2 separate regions of the Gossypium hirsutum genome follow, and region 1 is linked to region 2. Evidence: chromatin contacts called from public Hi-C data. All regions are on one chromosome and are shown on one strand. Each heading gives the region's core, a stretch centred on a gene start, on an enhancer-like site or on the middle of the called end of the contact. The rest is flanking DNA. Distances are from core to core; before and after follow the strand shown. Region 1 holds the start of LOC107897160 (L-ascorbate oxidase homolog). Region 2 holds the start of LOC107897077.

Region 1 (5,881 bases), core at 1,800-4,299, 680 kb before region 2:
GAACAGAGATGGACAAAACTTTGTTCTTTTCACCCCTTTTTCTTTTAATAAAATTTCATATTTCATCCATTTAATTCTTTAATACAAAAGACATGAAATGCCTATCATGGAACATTTACCTAACCCATTATCATGGAACATTTACCTAACCCATTATCAATTTTTATCAATTTGTACCATAAATTATGGATATCAAGTGCACATATTGTCTTCAACAACATGATGGCCTGCCGCTTCATGTAAAATGGGAGGTTTGACATGCAAATCCTCCTATTTTGCACTCCTATTTATTTGGCCACTACAAATTAGCCTATAGCATTTTCAAACATTTTCACATAGGTCCTATTTCATAATTGCACTCACAAATGACAAAAATCAAAGCATGAAATTTTGCCAATATTCACAGAATTCCCGAAAATTGGGTCGTTACATTCCTTATGCTTCAACCGAATGAGAAAACTGACATTTCAAGCAAATATAATTGCAAGAAAAAAAGTGGTAGCATAAAAGGTTTCAATGATAAATCAACACAAGTTTTTTCGTACCCTTAGCATTTTCTTACTCCCTCTATCTGTAAAAAAGATTTTGCTTACTGTTTTTTCTAACAACTTCATGTTGGAATCCCTCCTGTTTAAACAAAATTTTTTTTTCTGAGAAATATATGTTAAAGTCAAAGAAAATGGTGTAAAAAAGTAAAAACACCACTACCTTGTGAATAAGGCCATCGTCAATAAAGAGCTTTTACTTCATTCACAGTAACTGTTGAATTATAAGAAATAATATTTTTTTTCTTGGCACTTACACAATTAAATTAAATACCTAGATAATAGAATCAACAAAATATATTCAAGACCAGCTCACAAGGTGTTTTAGATGCAAGAATGGTTGGATCTTTATACGCAGATTTGTTTATAACTTTCTTCAAGCAAAAACAACCCATGAATGCAATTAACCTTTTTCCAAGAAGAAGGTTAATATAGACCAGACATGGTGCGTTGGCTAGTGAGAGGGATTAGATCAAGTCGATGGGCAATGAACTTGTCGTTGAGGATAGAAGAGTTAACTTTGATTTGACGAGATTGATGGCTATGGTGGGAACCTCAGCAATCATGACGCTACGAAGGGCATTGGCCATGGAGGCATTGGTGTCGTGGAAGCGTAGTTGTATTTGAGTTCCCAGATTTTGACCCCTAGGAATCGCTGGTATAAAACTCATTCCATTTTCTCTTCTTCTCCTCTTTTTCTTTTCTCCATTTCTTCTCTTATTCTTCTACTACCCAGAGCTCTTAAATGGGGCTGTTCAAATTACAACTAGCCCACAGTTAAATGCCATGTCACTTTTTCATTACGTCTGTAACGGAAAATGGTTAAAAGGACTGATTTATTATTTTTCAAAAGTTGAGTGACTAAATTGAAACCTAAGTGACTGTTTTGTCAGCTGCCCAAAATTGAGTGACTATTGGTGTAATGGTGGGGTGGAATGAGTATTGTCCAAAACGGGGCGTTTTAAACTAAGGAACCGTTTAATGAAACGGTGCATATCAAGCTGTTTAGTTACCGGCTGCATTCGAACCATTAATTTTCTATTTAGCAATCAATCAAGCTAGGAAAGCAGTTATGAAATTAGAAATCTGTTTTCTGACTCTGTCTTCCTCATTTCTCTCTTCTTCCTTCTTCTCTTTGATTATTTATCTTCTTCAAATGCCAACCGTATCATTTGACTTGAGACAATTTTTGTGAGTGAAATTGATCCAACTAAATAAATAAATAAGATTTCGATAAATCTTGATAAAGTAGGTTTATTTTAAAGGTTAGGCATTTAATTATAAAATAACTAGTGGTAAATCTTAGGGTTTGGGGAAGCCAAATGTCATCATCTTTCATTTAGTTTGCTTCAATTTTACGGCAAATGCGAGGGTTTCTATGTTTTTGATGATTGAGCGAATCGATGTGTCAGTGGAAATCTGTGCGGTTCCCTCCCCAAGTCCCACCTCATCCCACCACCGGTGGCTGTGGCCAGGCGGTTGCGGTGGCGGTGGGGTCAAATGTTCATCAAATCCATTTGCCAACAGCTCACGTGACAACTCCTTATTCACATTCAGTCCAGTAGGCCCTCCCCTGCTTTTATATAGTCAACAGTTATAATTACAACTTATACTAAACAATTTTGATTCACCAACTTTAATTTCATTTCCTTGAATGTACATAACTGATTTCCATTTCTTTATAGTAATTTGAGAAGTTTATTCGGCTATCATTTGAATTTGTGCATTGAGTTTCAAAATTATAAAATTTATGAACATTTTTGCTTATATTATTTTAAGAAAATTATTCCACTCTTTTTAAATTTCACTGATAACATTCTTAAATAATTATCACATTATCGATAAATTAATAATAATAATGTAGAATTAGGTAAGTATAGAATTAGTTGACTTAGGCTTATCATTTGAATTTACATCTCCCACAGGAAAAGAAATATAGTATTTTGATTATTAAATTAAAGTAATATGTTGAAATTAAGGTTTAAAAGAAACAGGCAGGCCAGCTAAGTTTAAGAAATCCTGCAAAGAAACAAATCAGGCTTTCATTTGACTTGCTCGAAGCATGGATTCCATTTCCCCCAACTTTCTCCATCATATATATATATATATATATATTCATGGTAATTGCCAAATTGGATATTATTGCCCAACTATATGATAAACAAAGGGATTTATAGACTGTCCCTCTCAGATCCAACCCAAAGCTACAATATTTATGATAGGAGTGGTGAGAATGAGGACCACTGCTACAATATTTATGATAGGAGTGGTGAGAATGAGGACCACTTGCTTTCTGTATGTATGCATGTGAAACTGTCACAAAAACTAAAAAAAAAAAAAAACCTACAAAACTCAACTGTCTAATAAATTTATTATAATCCAATGCCACATTTTATTTTTACAGTTTTAGTAGAGATGTCGGGTTTCAATAGATTTTGGCTCTTCCTTTTTCTTTTCATTTTCTAATATAAATGCTGTGTTAATGGAAACAAAGTTGTGTGAAAACAAAGCTCTCAATTTTCAAAAAATGGAGAACAAAAGGGGCAGTGATAGACATCCAAACCCCTTTCTTTATCCAATTCCATTTTAATTTAAGGGTGAAAAGAAAAGGAAGCAACCAAGAAAAAGCTCTAATCAATGGCGGGATAGCAGGAGGCAATTTATAAATATATTTTAGTGAAGGAAAGAGTGAATGAGTGGATTATAAGCTTTAGGTGGAAGCAATTATCATAACGCGGAAAACGCGTGGAATGCGCCGAATATTAGTTAACCGCGACAGCCTTTACCTCATCAACTAACAATAAATTCCTTTTTCCTTTTTGTTAGTTCCATAAATAAATAAAAAAGAATGGACCACTACCTAGAGTAGCTTTTTCCTGCCCCGGTTCTTATAAAAACTACGTACCTCTTTGTTTAGATTGTGTCCTCAAAAGAGCTTTACTTTCCTTTCCAGGGAGTCCCGAAACAGGTAAGTTACTCTCTTAGTCAAAGATGCTTTGGTATCACAATTCTATCAAGTTCTGTAGTTGGTTTTGGTAACTAACCAATGGTTTATTTATGAGTGACGTTCAGATATGGGAAAACCAGTGATGAAGCTTCATTTGATTATTGGAGTTTTGGCTGTTTCCCTGGTGAATGCTGAAGATCCATACTTGTATTACACTTGGACTGTCACTTATGGCACTCGTTCTATTCTTGGAGTTCCCCAGCAGGTATATATTTATAGGGAATCTGTTTTTTTTTTGGAATGTTGAAAGTAAAGGCTATTGATGTGGATCTGATTTTGGGGTTCTAAAAAGTTGTGTTTTTTTTTTGCAAGGTTATCCTTATCAATAATCAGTTTCCTGGGCCAAAACTTGATGTGGTGACTAATAACAACATTATCTTGAATCTCATTAACAAGCTTGATCAGCCTTTCTTGTTGACATGGTGGGTCTCTCATACCCTTATCTCACATTGGCTCTTCTGATTTATATACTTTCATTCTTGCTGTTTTTCACAACCTCAACTAAGAAATTATCAATGGATATCTCTAAAATTGTTACTTGTCTTCTTCTTCCCTGTAAATTTTAACTTCATCTCAGTTTTGTTGAACATAACAATGAAAGATGAAACTTCCAGACCAGGAAACGTCTGTGTTTTTCTGCAGTAACGTTTGATGGCCGCTTAAAAATGACTTGATTCTTTTTGCAACTTTAAACCCTGAATTTCCGTTGTTTTCCTGTGTTCACCTGATTATGCCATGTAGAATCATGCCATTTTTTCAATGATAAATGAGGGATTGGTCTGATCACAACAGGAATGGCGTAAAGCAAAGGAAAAACTCATGGCAGGATGGAGTGTTGGGAACCAATTGCCCTATCCCTCCAAACTCAAACTATACCTACAAGTTCCAAGCCAAGGATCAGATTGGGTCCTACACATATTTCCCATCAACTCTAATGCATAGAGCTGCTGGAGGATTTGGAGCACTCAATATATACCATAGAAGTGTGATCCCAATTCCTTATGCAAATCCTGATGGAGATTTCACTTTACTTATTGGTGACTGGTACAAGACCAGCCACAAGGTTAGTTTTCACACTTCTCTTTTGTTAAGATTTTCTTGCCATGCACCAAGTTTTTCCCTGCCATGTATACTTCACTCATAATATAATTGTTTTGTTTTTTACAGGCACTGCAGCAAACTTTGGACTCTGGAAAATCTCTTCCCTTTCCCCATGGAGTCCTTATAAATGGGCAGACTAAAACCACCTTTACTGGAGAACAAGGTCATCCATAACTTAGTATTCCTATTTCCTATCACGTTTAATTGCTTATAATTCATTGCATTTAGATTAATTTATTCAATACGATTAAATGAAGATTCCTCCTACATTTTCCAAAAGGGAATCATGCCTTTACTGAATAAGTTTTATTTGTGGTGTTTCAGGCAAAACTTACATGTTCAGAATCTCAAATGTTGGATTGTCCACCTCACTGAACTTCAGGATTCAGGGCCATTCGATGAAGTTGGTTGAGGTCGAAGGCTCTCATGTAATTCAGAACTTATATGACTCTCTTGATGTGCATGTGGGACAATCCGTGACCGTCTTAGTAACCTTGAATCAACCACCAAAGGACTACTACATTGTTGCATCCACAAGATTTACAAGGACCGTTCTCACTGCAACTGCGGTGTTGCACTATGCAAACTCGCAAACCCCAGTTTCTGGACCGCTACCAGCTGCTCCTGCTTACAAATATCATTGGTCAATGCAGCAGGCAAGAACATATAGGTACTAGTTGACGGAAGATCTTATTGGCTTCTTGTGTTTGATGCAGCACTTCATTCTTGAACTTGGATAAAAAATGATCTTATCTGATTATTCTTTTCTTCATTTCCTTGAAGGTGGAATTTGACATCTAATGCAGCGAGGCCTAATCCTCAGGGCTCATTCCATTATGGGAAGATTACACCAACCAAGACGATTGTCTTGGCCAACTCAGTATCTTATATTAATGGAAAGCTGCGGTATGCAGTGAATGGTGTCTCCTATGTTAATGCGGATACCCCTCTGAAGCTCGCTGATTACTTTAATATTCCGGGAATTTTTAGCATGAATGCCGTTCAAGGCGTTCCGTCAGGTGTTGCCGCAACTGTTGCTACCTCCGTTATGCCAACTAATCTCCATGATTTTCTGGAAGTTGTCTTTCAGAACAACGAAAACACCATGCAATCTTGGCATCTTGACGGTTATGATTTTTGGGTTGTTGGGTGAGTCACAGTGCCCTGTTAGTTGTTCTATTTCATTTCTCTTGCTGAATATGTTCTTACCATTTCTAATACTACAATG
Region 2 (5,513 bases), core at 6-2,505:
TGAAAATGATCAGATCAGAGGCAATGTGACGTAGGGGAGAACAATAATCAAGCAAAGGATCCTGCGTCTCAACACAACTACAAGTGATTACAAGGAATTCAGATCAAAAGCAGTTTAAAAAGGGATAGTTCCTTTTCAAGCTCGCCTTCATTTTCAGAAGATGAAGGCGAAAAAACTAGAAAACTGAAAATTTGTATCGCCTAATCAAACTGTTCCCTTTTAGTTGAGCATGAAGTTAAAACTATTAATGTTGGCGGATAAGAATTGAAATTTGTTGTGCAGCCATATCATATTTCCATGGAAGATATAATGCAGATGGAATAAGAAAGATTCCTAGACCTGCATTGATGACAAGTCTTTCCTTTGACGGAATCATAAATCCGTCTGCCATCACGTCCATATCCATCCACAAAAAGTGTCCAGCTCCTCTCAGTGTTACCCAAAAGCTTCTCATGCGCTTCTGTATACACCTCTGATTTCCCTAGCTTCAGTTCCACATCCTCGAAAAGCTCTTCTTTTTTTGCCGAAACTGCCTCTGAATAGATCACTGGAGTAGTATTTTGCAACCTAACCAAATCCATCAAAATATTAATTAGTTCTGAACTTGCAATATTATCCGAAATTATAAGCTTCTTCCCTTTATTTTCCTTTTTTTTTTTAAGTAAAAAGGAAAAAGAATATAAAAGATATCTTTTTTTTTTCTCTTTCATAGAGATTTTGGTAGTGTCTGCTTCTACTTAGGTCCAATGGGTATTCAAAAAGCCATATGGAAATAAAATACACAAGGGCAACAATGAAATCACCTCGAGGAGCGGCGGAGTTGGTCAGATGACGGCAAGGGAGAAGACAGAGGGGTAACTGGCGGCTTACCGCCAACACGAGGACGGCCGCGCCTTGAAGAGAGGCGAGGAGTGGAGTTGAGGAGGGAGTTGGAGAGGTCTTTGAGACCAAGCTGCTGCATCCTTTGAAGGTTTTCTTTGATCCGTTCTTCTCTGGACTGCTCATACAATGAGATTTTAGGGGTTTGGATTTTGCAGTCATTGTGGGGTTGTAGATGATATTGCTGATCCAAGTTGTTTGGTGAGGATTCAAGTGGTTGGGTCTCGTTTCCTATTGCTGCCATTGTTCTCTGCTTCTTTCTCTCTCTCTTGCTTTGGTGCCTCTTTTCAAGGTCTCTCGAGTCTCAACGGTCAAGTTTCGAGCCCCTTATGGTAGTGGGGAACAGGGAGACCGAGAGTTGGCCAGTAAATTAATTAATTAAAATTATACTGTACTATTTTAGTATTTTCCATAAAAACAAATATTTATTATTTTATCATTCCATTATAAGTGCTGATAAAATATATATAGATAATATTTAAAATTAGGTGTAATTTTTTCTCAATTTATAAATAAGAAGATAATATGTTTTAATATACTTAAATCTTTACATTGATAATAATATTCATATTAAAAAAATTAAAACTCAATGACTAATTTTGATGAATTAAATGTTGATGACTTGTCAACAATTTTTAAATCCACTATTACATTATCAGGATATCAAATATAAATATAAATATAAATATAAGAATGGATTATTATTAATTAGAAAGAAAAAAATTTCCACAACTAGGACATTTGAAATATAATTAAAAATAAATAAATAGATACATCTTAGATGGGATTATTATCAATTTCCATTATACGATTAGTAGAAAGAAAAAAAATTCCACAAGTAGTATATTTATCTTTAAAATACACTTAAAAAAGTAAATAAATGGACACATATCCCCTTCTAATAATCTCTACTTAAGAAATTTTTATCAAATAATAGTTTACCCAATAATAATCCTATTGGAATGTGGAGTTTCAAGTAATTAAATTAAAGCCCATTAGAATTTCACCTGGAAGTGGGCCTAGCTATACATCTCAAAGTAAAAATGATGAAAGCAAGATGAGGTTAGGAGAGAAAAGCCTTGATATCTTGACGGGGGATTGCTTTCATTTGGGCTTTTGGATCCTCAAATATCAGCCCAAAATAATAGCATGTAAGCTTTGAAACTCATGAAGAATAGCAAGTAATTGAAAAATTATAAGAGGAATAAAACCTACTTGGGATGTATAATTATGGTGCGAGGGCACCTTGTCACTCGTGCATTTCTTTGTGTATAATGTATTTCGATGGTCTTGAACCAATGTGCAACACCTCGTATCTACTTCAGAGGCCTATTCTAAATATGAATCATTACATCTGTTATTGGAGCAACTCGATCAATCAATTATTCATTTAAATTTCACTTAAATTCAAGTTATATGCATGCATATTAATGTTTCAAACATTTTTACATCACTACAAAAAATAAAATTTATTGAAAAAGAACAAAGATAACAAAACATGCCCTTACATCTCGAGACAATAAGTTAATGTCTCGAGATATTAGTCCCCTGAAACCAAATTTTGAATTTTTTTTGCAGGTCTTGAGACTTAGGGGTTATGTTTTGAGACCTATCCTCATGTCTCGAGACTTAGGGGTTATGTCTAGATACCTAGTCGCCTGTCTCGAGACTTTGGATCTTTAAGGTGAAGTTTAGCTATTGACTTCGAATGTCTTAAGACAAAATGACCTTTATCTCGAGACTTACCTACTATGTCTCAAGACCTGTTCTTGAAAAATCATCCTATCTTGAGATAGTTCGTTCTGTCTCAAGACTTAGTGCTCAGAACTACAGATAAAGGCTAAAAAGTGAAGAAAACTTAACAAAAACATGTTCAAAACATACCCAAATGGCTCGAAATGATACCAAACATATAGCCAACATATTTAATTCTAAAACACACACCTCTAACCAGGGATGACAATAAGGTCGAGCGATTTTTTGCCTGCCTCAAACCCCCTTGGTTGTAAGTAGTGCTATTTCGATAAAATATGAGTTGGATTTTACAGAATAAATAAAATGTGATTTATTAACGTTAGTAGGGAAGGTGGTAGAAAATCAAAGAAAATTTAAAAGATTGATATACTAATAAATATTAATATAGGGTATAGACTAATTTGTAAAGTTGTGAAAAGTGTTAAGGTCAAAGTGTGAAATCTAAAGTATAAAAGGATGAAATTGAATTGGTGAAAATGTAAAAAGACAAGGAGTATAATTTTACCAAAGTGCATAGTGACTCAAGAGAGGAATTTTAAAGATTTTTAATGGGTAGCAAGGAAATTTAACAAAAAGATAATTATTAGATTAAGAAAAATTAGAGAAATAAAGAAATGTTGTCATAATGTGGGCCATTAGATGTCATGAGAAATTAAAAAGTCAATTTAGCCATTGAAAGTGGATTATAATCGTGCCATAATATTTTAATTTATATTATTATATTATTATTTAGAATATTTTAAGCTAGTATGAAGAACTTTCTCTATAGTTTTTCTTCTTCTCTCATGTCTCCACCATTGTAAAAGAAAGATTTTTTTTCTTTTTTTCCAATCTAGTCCCTAATCACCATTAAAGACCCCTCTAAGATAAAAACCATCAATTTCTCATGGGAAACCTTAGTAAGATCAAGGTACCAATAAGCTAGCACTGTATTTATTTTGATTAGTTGAGCATGAAATTATTATATACAAGTGTTTTGATTTGTCATGTTTTGTGATATTGATGTGAAATTAAAAGAAAGATAAGAAAGAGGTTGCAAGAAGTGTGGACAAAGGAAAATAAATACATAAAGCTTGAAAGAAGATAGAAAGAAGTACAACCTAGTCAATTATGTAAATACTTTTTGAATCCTTCTTACCATATAAAAAGATCAAGTGTAAAATTACTAATTCAAATGTTAATTTTATGAATTTGATAACTATATATATAAATATAAATTTAGAAAATGAGAAAGAAATTATGAGAAGCAATAATATGAAAAATAAATAGAGAAAATGATTAATTGTTATTTATGTGCGTGCTTTGATATGTGAAACTGAGGGCTACTTTGTAAAGTGTGAAAAAAAGTTACGTGAATATGAAAGTGATAAAGTTAGACTTCAGTTAAAAGATTAATAGAGTATATATCATTGATAATGCCTAAGCAGACAATTATTGAACTTGTAGGATATAGATGTCATGACATTAGGAATACTTAGTGCGCTCATGAATTTAGCACTACGTTTCTCATGCTTTTAACATTTCAAGTGTTAGTGAAAATCTAGCACATACATGCTCATACACTACGTGATTACATTTTGTATATCTTTTTTGTTCACTTGAGTCTACTATGGGCTAAGTGAGTAGTACAAGAATGGTAAGTGTAAATGAAATAATTAATATGTTGTTTTTATGATTTTAATCTTTAGCTAAATCTTTATATTTTTATTAATCACATTCTTCTATTTATTTAATTGAACTCAAATGCAAGTTTGAATTCTTGAGTCATTTTCTAATGTATGGGTAGAATATTGCTTTTGGAAGCCTAGTTAGAGGCCGACATTTTAAAGCTCATCTCATCATTGAAGAAGAGCTTGAAGAGTATGAATTTATATTTTTCAGTATTGGAATGACATGTACATAGGGTTAGAATCATTTGAATGCATATAGTAAACTAACTTGGTGGTTCTAAAATTATGTCATGCATGTTTGATATCATTTTGGATTTTGAGATGTTCCAGCTTTTTTTGGTACATACAAGTGTTATATGATGTTTGGGTAATAGTTTAATATATTTTAAGGCTAAAAAATATTGAACAAACTTTGGAATTGATTGGTATGTGTTTGGACATGATTTGAGGTGCTTTTGGCAAGTTTTTCGTCTCTTTGCACCTAGGTTTCGATACTTGAAGGCTATGTATCAGTACATGGATTGGAAAAATGCAAAATTCAATAGTAAATGCACATATGTACCGATACCTATACTTCCATGTGCTTGTCTACGTTGTTTTACTTCGAAGGGTCTCGAATGACCCCTTGTTTGCAATCAAACTTAAAATGGTTTGAAGCACTTTTAATGACCTTAAGTAAGTCAAAATAGATGGGTTCAGAAATGAACTAGTTGAGTCGAAAGGATTTAATGTTGGAAAAATAGGTTTGAAAAACATAGTGAAAAATAACTTTAAGGAAAAAAATAAGAGTTTTAATTTTTTTTTCCAAATATAGAACTTGGTTGTGATATCTAAAGTAATAAACATGTAACACCACTAACCCTTATCTGTTACCGGAACAAGGTTACGAAACATTACCGGACTTTATGGATTAAAGACAAACATTTCATGACCATTAACATATATATCAAGAATCATTCATATATCACTCATATTGTCCCTTATATGGGCCTTCGAGGCCCGATATACACATTAGAAGTGAATCGGGACTAAACCGAACACTCAAATTTTTTTTTTCAAAATCTCAAAATTTTTCTTAGGAGCAGGGGACACAAGCCCGTGAGGCCAGACTGTGTGGCTCACATGGCTAGGAGACACACTCGTGTCTTAGGCCTTGTGGGTATTCGAAATGAGACACACGGTCATGTCCCAGCCCGTGTCCTTACCCGT

What was found. A called contact is a pair of places that touch in the nucleus more often than the background predicts.
Region 1: a Hi-C map of leaf shows a contact between it and region 2, with 2.9 times the contacts expected there. The contact joins the promoter of LOC107897160 here to the promoter of LOC107897077 in region 2. A contact is called at or near these places in 2 of 34 Hi-C or Micro-C datasets (both in leaf).

What each region holds. Positions count from the first base shown.
Region 1 is chrA11:29,838,113-29,843,993 of Gossypium_hirsutum_v2.1, reverse strand. LOC107897160 (L-ascorbate oxidase homolog) reads left to right here and starts at 3,049. Exons shown (of 9, transcript XM_016822516.2): 1 at 3,049-3,513; 2 at 3,618-3,757; 3 at 3,865-3,974; 4 at 4,345-4,615; 5 at 4,720-4,816; 6 at 4,978-5,323; 7 at 5,437-5,802. The coding sequence starts at 3,620.
Region 2 is chrA11:29,158,803-29,164,315 of Gossypium_hirsutum_v2.1, reverse strand. It overlaps LOC107897077, which reads right to left and starts at 1,255. Exons shown (of 5, transcript XM_016822418.2): 1 at 804-1,255; 2 at 340-567. The coding sequence starts at 1,123.